3 separate regions of the Macaca mulatta genome follow, and regions 1 and 3 are each linked to region 2. Evidence: chromatin contacts called from public Hi-C data. All regions are on one chromosome and are shown on one strand. The core of a region is the stretch at or near the end of the contact, and the rest is flanking DNA. Distances in the headings are between cores, read along the strand shown. Region 1 holds the start of ARHGAP18 (Rho GTPase activating protein 18). Region 2 holds the start of L3MBTL3 (L3MBTL histone methyl-lysine binding protein 3). Region 3 overlaps ARHGAP18 (Rho GTPase activating protein 18).

The links. Hi-C and Micro-C count contacts between places; a contact is called where the count stands out from the background.
Region 1: a Hi-C map of fetal cortex germinal zone shows a contact between it and region 2, with 2.9 times the contacts expected there. The contact joins the promoter of ARHGAP18 here to the promoter of L3MBTL3 in region 2. A contact is called at or near these places in 4 of 14 Hi-C or Micro-C datasets (CD4 T cells, fetal cortex germinal zone, fetal cortical plate and 1 more).
Region 3: a Hi-C map of fetal cortex germinal zone shows a contact between it and region 2, with 7 times the contacts expected there. The contact joins the enhancer-like site here to the promoter of L3MBTL3 in region 2. A contact is called at or near these places in 4 of 14 Hi-C or Micro-C datasets (cortical neurons, fetal cortex germinal zone, fetal cortical plate and 1 more).

The regions. Positions count from the first base shown.
Region 1 is chr4:34,796,886-34,800,057 of T2T-MMU8v2.0, reverse strand. ARHGAP18 (Rho GTPase activating protein 18) reads left to right here and starts at 1,494. Exons shown (of 15, transcript XM_015137472.3): 1 at 1,494-2,039. The coding sequence starts at 1,996.
Region 2 is chr4:35,060,273-35,063,257 of T2T-MMU8v2.0, reverse strand. L3MBTL3 (L3MBTL histone methyl-lysine binding protein 3) reads right to left here and starts at 1,302. Exons shown (of 22, transcript XM_015137470.3): 1 at 1,219-1,302.
Region 3 is chr4:34,634,612-34,637,910 of T2T-MMU8v2.0, reverse strand. All of the region lies in intron 8 of ARHGAP18 (Rho GTPase activating protein 18), which reads left to right. Among named protein-coding and RNA genes, the nearest start is that of ARHGAP18, 160 kb to the left of the region's middle. Within about 2 kb of position 2,025, at least 5 of the 40 cell types and tissues checked have an H3K27ac peak or open chromatin away from gene starts, as enhancers often do. A contact at or near this core is called in fetal cortex germinal zone and fetal cortical plate, where this site is marked.

The DNA.
Region 1 (3,172 bases), core at 245-2,744, 260 kb after region 2:
AGAGAGGATCGCTTGAGCCCCAGAGTTTGAGACCAGCCTGGGCAATATGGTGAGACTCCGTCTTTACAAAAAGTAAAAAATAAAAAAATCAGCCCACAGTAGTGGTGTGTGCCTGTAGTCCCAGTTACTTGGGAGGCTGAGGTGGGAAGATTGCTTGAGCCGGGAGGTTGACACTGCACCAGCTAGCACTTGTCTCAGCTGTGTTTGTGCCATTGCACTCCAGCCTGGGCAACAGAGCAAGGCTGTGTCTCAAGAAAAAAAAAAAAAACAAACAAAAGAGTCAGAGGATGGGGCAGAGAAAAAGGGGAGAAAGAGAGGACTTTCCAGCCCCAAGGAACTGGACTCATGGGCCAGGCCAGAGAAACACCTGGTAGGAATTCACCTGACTTCCATCTCACCTGTGTCCTGTGTGGGCTCTCACAGGCCCAGCTTTCAGGCTCCCTTTCAGCTGTGAAAGCCTCTCAGATTCACCCTCCATGTACTTGGCAGAGATGACTGGCTAAAAGTTTCTCAAAATGAAATAATTTTGTTATCTGCAAACAATGGAGAGTTGATGTTATTGGTTTCAGTAGTAGCTGAGACAGCATGCTCTGAATTAGGCTCAACTTGGAGAGTGGCATCTTAGGGGGCTGAAAAAAGAGAAGAAAAGGAGGCATAATAAAAATAATAAAATGTAAATAGTACTTAAAAGCCATTTTCTTACACATTGCACACCTAATGTATAGTGTATTTCTATCTTCAAATAATTGACAAGCCCAAAATATCTGAGAAGGTCGAGTTAGCATAGGGGTCCATACCAAATTCGAGAACTTCAGCTTTCCTGTAAGCACCACTAACAGATGATCTAACCCATCGTTCACCAATTAATCATCACAGGAACATTTATGGAGTACTGGCCATCCACCAAGGCCGCAAGAAAAGATTTGTGTTTACAGTCGTGAATCAGTCAGGCATTCTTTGCTAGCATCGAGCTTACCATCTGGAAGACTTAAATTTCAAGATGTGTATTATAATATAAGTTAACACTTAAATTTCAAAACTGGCACAATTACTTTATAAAATATTTAAGAAAGTTGTTGTCTAGTAGGAGGCAGATTATGACTGTAGAGAGATAATTAATTTGTGGCACATTGCCTAGATATTCAAATACAAGGCAATTCTATACTTAATCCTCGAGGAACAGTGATTTGTTAGGATTAAACCCTTTCGCAGTTTACACCACAAGCTTGATCCCGGAGGTTTGGCCAGGGAGAAAGCGAAAAACTAAAAGCTACTGGTAGGTTTCAAACATCTCTATCATCCTATCCATAAAAATGTTTCCTAACTGCAGAGCAGTGTACCCTTACTCTGTTTTTTAAATTTTATTTTTGCGATGGGGAAGGGGCACGGGGATACGGAAGAGATCATTTCCAGATTTAAGGTATTACCTTCACCGAATCGCACCCTCGTGCCCACTCCTTCATTCTCCCTTTCTCAAATCAGCAGAAGTCAACAGTTGAGGCGCTCTGATAACAGCAGCTGGGTAGAAGCCGAGCATGCTCAGTAGCTGGGGCCGCTTTCTGAGCACATAGCAAGCTTTGGTTTGCACCAACACCGGCTAGCACTTGTCTGGAGACGCTGCCGGGCTCGTGCACAGCTGATGCCTGTTCCTGGAAAGCTGATTTCTACCCAATAACATGCGGCTTTCGCACGGTCAGCTGCAGCGGCGCAGCGGCGGGGGCCCGGGGAGTCCGCGGGCTGCAGCCGCTCTGCCGGCTCAGCGCTCGCACGGGTGTCCCCGTCCTCGCGCCCACGCTTCAGCCCGGTCCTTCCAGCAGCTGCTGGATGAATGAGCCGCAATGACAGGATTGTGGTTAGCCGTGAAGAGCGCGTAGATGCCACAAAGTAGGTGTGTCACGGAAGAAAGTGCTTAGGGAAGATTCTTGCAGGAGCTCTAATTATCGCTTTTCATCACTTGTTGGGACCCTGGCGTTCCCTGCTCTCCACCTGCGGAAGATGGTTACAGTAGTGACAGAGCTGGCACAATGCTTTCACCTCCGGTAAGGAGAGCATCTTTGCATGCTTTTCTCTTTGCAATGCATATCAGCTTTGAAATATACAGATGAGAAAGGTCTTTCAACTAGCCTTGCTCTCACTCTATTAGTTTGTTCTTAAGGAAGACTGGGGAAGAGGACTTTTTGTGTAATTAAAAAAAAATCTTTTCAGGTTGGGGTTAAAGACAAGCATTAGTGTTCTTACTAACCCGTCTTGACTCTAAAATTTACTTGGTAGAATTTTGCCTTGAGCCTAACATTTAAGTCTCCATTTGCAAGATGAGGTTAAGGGTACTTTCTTTTCTCCTTTTAAAAATAATTCCTGGGATATTCTTGGAAAAGGTACTTTATGCTTGTAGGTAAACTGATATAATTAATAGCCTTTTCGAGATGATTATGACTTCGGTAACAGCCAAGAGAGAAAAATTAATCTTGACATTCACATCAACCTTGGTCAGCATTGAACTTAGACTGACTAGAGGAAATAGTCACACTATGATTATCTGGTTATTTGTTAAGAAAAAACAACACAACCTCAAACGTGTTCAGGGTTTACTCTTGAAATAAATAGGAGACACAAATTTAAACAAAAATTTAAAATTAACACTCGTCATCTTTGGGTGCTGAGAAGGATGGCTTCTCCAATCAGGCATTGGTTTAAAAGTAAAGAAACATTTTCAAAACGTAGTTTTGTGTTTGCAAAATAACATTTTTGATGGAAATTGTGGAAAGTCAACATCTTCATATGGCTCCTCATAGAAAAAAGTGAAAGAGAGGAGTCTGTAGGAACTGAAACCAACAGCAGCTGCATAAATATATCTAACTCTGCCACCAAAGAAAACCTGTCCAAAATGTCGTGTAATCATAGCTACAATTTCCATTGCTATTAATTTGGCTAGCAGTTTTAAGAGAAAGCACTTTTCCAAGTAAATTACAAGTTAATAAGATAATAGGTCTACAAGTATTGTCTACCATTTAGCAATTGTAATCAAATGGGGCAGAAAAATGTCGTCTTCCTAGTTTGGTATTAGACTTGTTTCATGCTTAAATATACACTTATTAAAAACAACTCATTTGGAATAATAACTATTCTTTCTCTGAGGCATCAAAGGATCTTTCTTTCCTTATCAAAACCAAAA
Region 2 (2,985 bases), core at 53-2,552:
GCCCGCGGCCCGCGCCCTCTCCCGCGCGGACGGCCGCCGCGGGCCCGCGCCGCCTCGCTTCCCAAAGCACTTTCCTGCCTCGGGCAGAAATAAACCGGAGGGTTTATTTTTGTGCAACTTTCCCAAAATGGCGGAAATTGGAGCTGATCTATATGAAATTCTCACACACTCGGTCGGGAAGAGGGAGGCGGCGAGGAAGCCACGCAAACTCTCGGCCGCCGAGCCCCGCCGCGGGTCCGTGTGTGTGCGTGCGTGTGAGTGTGCGTGTGCGCGGTGGGAGTCGGGCAGGCCTTTCCGCCGCGCACACACACAGCACACGCCGGGGAGACGCGCCTGCACATTCAACCAGTCCATTCTCCGCAGCCCGAGAGGGGAGAAAGTGGCCCGGCCTCTTTTCCCACTGCCTCGGTCTCCCGTACTTGTACTTCTCGCGCTCGCCCGCCCGCTCGCTCGCTCTCCGGTGCGCGCCCGGCACAAAGGCCACACGGGCGGAGGGGGCCGCAGGGGCGGCGCGCGGGGCTCGCGCCTCCCGCCGCACCGATCCGCGTCCCCGGCCGCCCCCGCGCCCCCCGCCGGCGCCCCCCGCCTCGGCGGCCGCGCTCGCCGCCCGGGCTGCGGCTCCGCGGCGCCCACCCGGACACGCACCCCGGCGGAGCCCGGCGCCGCCGCGCTCCCCCACCCCGCGCCCGGTGTCACGAAAGCGACCAAAGTGACAAGCTCGGGGGGCGCGGGGGAGGGGGCCACACGCATCCCGCCGCCTGCGCGCCAGCCTGAGCCCGACGCGGCCGCCTCGCCCCGGCTCCCTTCCGCACGGCCCCCCACACCCTTCCCCGTGTGCGCGCAAAGAAAAAAATACAAGTCTCTCCTCCCCCCATTTTTTCCTTTCTCTTTTCTCTCTCTTTTGTTCCTCTTTCACACTCGCACTCACTACTTCAGAGTGAGATGCCCAGAGACTCCCTCTCCAGCCGTTTCCGAGTCACTTGCCCACTTTTTTCCCCGGGATTAAGTTTTCTCCTCTTTCCCAGAGGCGCAGAGAAGTGGGGGAGAAACCCCTTCTGTCCCTCCCCTCCCCTGATCTGTTTCACAAGACGAGGGTGCGCTTCCTTCCCTCTATAGGGCTCTTAACTTTCATCCTCACCCAGAAAAATAAATGAATGGCTTTTGCAGGGACAAATCTTCAGATTAATTAGAGATTAGATCCGATCAACCGCTTCTTACCCCCAAATTTTCTCTTTTTTTTTTCTCCGTCTCACGAGTAGTCCTGACAAATGGTCCAGGGCTGCGGGCGCAGTGCGCATGTGCGCGTAGAGTCAGGGCTGGGGAGAGGGGAAACTGCGCTGGTGCCGGTGCCGCCGCCGCCGCCGCCGCTGCCGGGGAGGCTCGCTCTGGCTTCCCTGTTACTGCTGCTGCGCCTTCGCCGCTGGAAAGCAGCAATAAAGCCGGGTGGCAAATGCAGCTGCCCGCAGATCCTGTTTCAGGTGCATCTTTTCAATAGCCCGGTCACCGCCTGAGAGCTGGTTCAAGAACAGTCCAAACAAATAGGAAACACTGCTAAGGTTCCAGATTTCTTTGTCTATTTTTCACTTTACTTTTTTTAAAGGCAATTCTCAGAGCAGCGAATCCACCATGTGCTGCGAAATGTATGCATTCAGCCATTAAAGAGTGGGCCTTAGTCTTGCACAAACATTACCCAAAGGCTAAATACATGCTACAGGTCATGAAAAGTAACAAAGTTGTAAGCTTTGGGAGAGTACAATCTTCCCCTCTTTGATGGCTGGAAGAATGCATAATAAAGAAAGTGTGCATATAAAACTTGTGCCTTCTTTCCGCTTCCAAAGTGCGGATCTTTATTGACAGCTCCAACATGTTAGGCCTCTGTCGAGTGATAGGCTGAGATTCCTACAGTAACTTAGAAATCACTGTGAAAGTCCCTTGGCAATAAGCAGGTCCAGGACTACCCTCTTAACGTATTCAGTCAAGATGGCTGAGCGGTCCTAAATGGCAAAACCTGTCTTTGTTAAAGCGTCAAAACTAGATCAAGAGAGTATTACATTTCGGTATTGACAGCTTTCCGCGCATTGACTGCAGGCCGCCATTTGGACAGCTTCACCGGTCTTCTTTTCTACTGAATAGGAGTACTTACAAAATAATTCGAGTAATTAAAGTTTTAATAAATATTTTGATGTCAATAGTAGAGTTTCTGTGTGAAAAAAAAAAAAGTAGCATGTGTGATTTTAGGAATGAGGGAAGCATGTCTTAGATTTCGCAGGGGTGGGGAGGTAAGGGGAAGTCCCCATCCGCAGAGTAGACTATTTATTTTGCATCTAATAAAGGGTAAAGGAGGCCCTTTTCTGAAACTGCTGCCTGAGGCCTAGAATTTAAATATATCACAGATGGAAGTTCTATATTAAAAATCCTTCTCCAAAATGTAGGGAATATTATTCTTGATTGAAATTTTTCACTTAAGGAATGTTTCTTGAACCAGTTTCAGAAAATAAACTCTTAAATTCTTTCCTTAGGACCATGAAATTACCCTATAGAAGCAGACCACCCGATATATCTAATGTTGGTGTGCTGACCAAATTCTCCAAACCAAAAATCAGGACATATGCCTTAACAGGTACTCCAGAACAAAGGGACAAATCCTGTGAAGCTGGAATGAACTTATAAAATGCTTCATATGTTGAACAGCCGTTGATTGAGGGGTGTGAAGTAGAGAAGACTGGGTAGTGAGAGCTATAGATGATCTCAAACCACCAGTTCACTATTGATTTCACCCACCACCACATTCAACCCTTTTCAGAGCTGTTCCCAAACAGCTTAATTAACTGATCTGAATTTCAGCTTCTCTCCTTTTCTCTCTAGCCCTTGAATAATAAGCAGTGAAATGGCCAAAGGCAAACTACAGGAGGAGAAAGAAAGAAAGGGCATGAGCTATGTACAAAACTAAGACCTTGCCTCCAAAGAAACTAAATTAATTTTAGA
Region 3 (3,299 bases), core at 776-3,275, 430 kb after region 2:
ATCATTCAGTTTAGTTTTTTTTTACAGTCCTGTCTGGTTTTTGTTTTTCTTTTTTTTTTTTTTCCAAAATCACCATATTACCTATAATAATACTATGACAAGAGAATGTGATGAGTTAAAATATTAATGGCGTGGGGATAGTTGTGATAGATTTGGCCAGGATGAGTAGTAGCAATTGAGTTTACAAAAGTCAGGGCTGGGCGCGGTGGTTCACACCTGTAATCCCAGCTCTTTGGGAGGCCAAAGCGGGAGGATTGCTTGAGGTTAGGAATTCGAGACCACCTGGGCAACAAAGTGAGACCCTGTCTCTACAAAAAATAATTTTAAAAAATTAGCCAGGCACTGTGGTGCTCACCTGGAGTTCCAGCTACTCAGGAAGCTGAGCGGAGAGGATTGCCTGAACCCAGGAGTTCCATGTGGCAGTGAGCTCTCATTGTCCCACTGTACTCCAGACGACGTGACAGAGCAATAAGACCCTGTTTCTTAAAAATAAAAAACACTTTGGGAGGCCAAGGTGGGTGGATCATGAGGTCAGGAGTTCGAGACCAGCCTGGCCAACATAGTGAAACACTGTCTCCACTAAAAATTCAGAAAATTAGCTGGGCATGGTGTTGGGCACCTGTATTCCCAGCTACTCAGGAGGCTGAGACAGGAGAATCACTTGAACCTGGGAGGCAGAGGTTGCAGTGAGCCAAGATCGTGCCGCTGCACTCCAGCCCGGGCAACAGTACGTGACATTGTCTCAAAAGATTAAAAAAAAAAAAAAAAAAAAAAAAAAGCCAGAAACATAGACTCCAGCAGATGGGGGGCCTTGGCATCCTATGCATAATTAGTCTTAGTGAGCAGGTCAGACGAGACACTCTCAACCACCTTCCTAATTCACACAGTTCCCTGTCTTGCTGCATCCAGGGTAGCCTGAGTCTGGCTGGTGAAAGAATAATTCCCAGACTTCCCAATTTGAGCCCTACCTTCTCCCGTGCATTTTCTTCTCTCTGGATGACATTTCTTTCCTACTGTTCTGGGGTACCATGTATCCTCCTGCTGTCATCTTTGTGCCTCACTTTTTGCTCTGGGGGATGAAGCTTCCAATGAATGCATGATAAACATGGAATTACCCTACAGGGGATGCATACTACATATCCCCTCAGGGGATTTAAATATCAAGGGGACTCATACTTGGAATTGTAGCTGTATCTGGAAAGCAGCCATTAACTATTCACTTTTACCCGATCTTCCAGATTCACCTTTACCTCTGCACTGAGATAGCACAAGTAACCACTGCCCACATCCAATGCATTGTCTTCCTGAATTTGAAAATCCAAGAGAAAATAGGAGAGAAGAGAGATAATCTCTCTTCACTTTCATAACATTCTTTATGAAATCTTTAGAACTGGATCAAGACTAAGTGTTTCTTGGAGAGTGCACACTGTCCTGGCCTGCTTCTAATGGGCTGTGGCGTGGCCAGGATTGGAATTACTCTTTATACATTCCACAGTTTGCATCACCTGCTTATTTTGATAAGTTGCCTTGATTTAGGACACCAGTTTCAACCTCCTTGGCTCTTACTGCATAGTGATCTCATTTTAATAGGATTTGAGTAGCCTGCTATATTCAGATCATAAGCTTCCACTTGTGTCCCCTGGGTTTGGCGTCTGATATTTAGACGTCCCTGAAATTGTGGTGTTTGTAAGTTTCATAGTTTGTCATTGTCTCACTTAATGTAACACCTACGGCACGTTCGCCACTAGTCAGTCATGGACATTGTGTGGTTCTGAGACAAGTTCTAGTAAGTACATTCACTAACAAAGATATAGTTCCTCAGAAACAGGTAACAAATATAACTTCATATTACCCATATCAGCAAGGTAGTCCTCAATTCACTGTTGAAAGCACTCAGGCCCTCACTAGCAGACTGCGATGGCCAGCTCACAGGAGGCAAAAATACATTTACTTAGTACAGAATAGTGAATATAATGCAGATTTTACTTTGCAATGAGAAGGCTGGCAGAAGGACAAGTTTAACTAAGTGTAATTTCTAAGAAGGCCAATTAAGTGGATTCAGCTGGCTCAACTCTTCAACCCAGCCTGTTGTCATATGCCAAATTATGCAGCAGCTGGTCCATTATAAATAATTTAAAAGATAATATGCAAAACTTTTGGTTGTCTCTTTTCTCCCTGGCCCCACCAAATTTCTCTGTACTATTCTCTCTCCCTCTCCCTCCATTCTTTCTGCCTCTCTTCTCTGGATGTTCCTCTGTTGTCCTTTCCTCCCTCATTCTTTCCCTCCATGCCCCCTCTCTCTCCTCTTCCTTCTCTCCCTATCTCCCACTCCCTTTTTCTATCTTTTCCTTCCTCCTCTTTTTTTCCATCCCTCCTCTTTTTTTCCCCTCCTTTTCTCCCTCCTTTCCTCCCTCCCCCTTCCCTCCTCCCTATTTCTTTTTCTGTCTTTGCCCACTCCCCTTCACCTATTTCATCAATTACACAAATAATTGAGGGTAGAGAATGGTTGTTGTGTTAGGAAGAGAAAATGTGGTAATTTGCCTTACAAGAAAACAGAAAACATACTTTGGGAGAATGGTTTTATGTAATAGAGGAAACTGACAGAAACTTGTGATGGTTTTTAACATGGTAAGATTTATGTATAGTAAAGAAGTATACAAAAAATAGTAATTACAGAACTCAATTGGTTTATTAGTAATAATTTGCCTGACAAATACTGTAGAGTTATGAGGTAAGTGAACTAGATATTTCTAATTCTGCATGGACTCAGATTGTTTTCCACAGCTGGCAGCAGGATGGCTGTGCGTTAAAGACAGGTATATTGATGTATTTTCATGCCTCGTTTGCTTTAAAATTGGGTTTTCCATTTCCCATAGGTGACTAATCAGAGGTAGCCTTCTGTTTTAGGCCCAGAGATTGAATATGTATTTTGTTATGTAATATACTTCTAAATAATTTAAAACATACTTCTTTTTTAATGATTTTTTTCTTAATTTAATGAAGATTTATAATATGTAGATGAAGCCCCAAAATGGAACAATTATTTTAACCAAATCTCTTAATTAAAACTTTATTATTTACAGTTTGTGGAATGTCCAGGAAAAAGTATAAATTTTAAAATGTGTTTTGGCCTTAGGTACAGTTTTTTATTGGTAAAATACGTTTGGATTAGAGGAGAGGAGTTTTTTTCTGAGTAAAAGAAATACTGACTTTTGGTAGTTTGCTTTGTCTTGTCTAAAGAGCAGAATCTCTTGAAAGTGAAAATGTATCATACTCTCAGCAAGAAAAAAATGCACTTA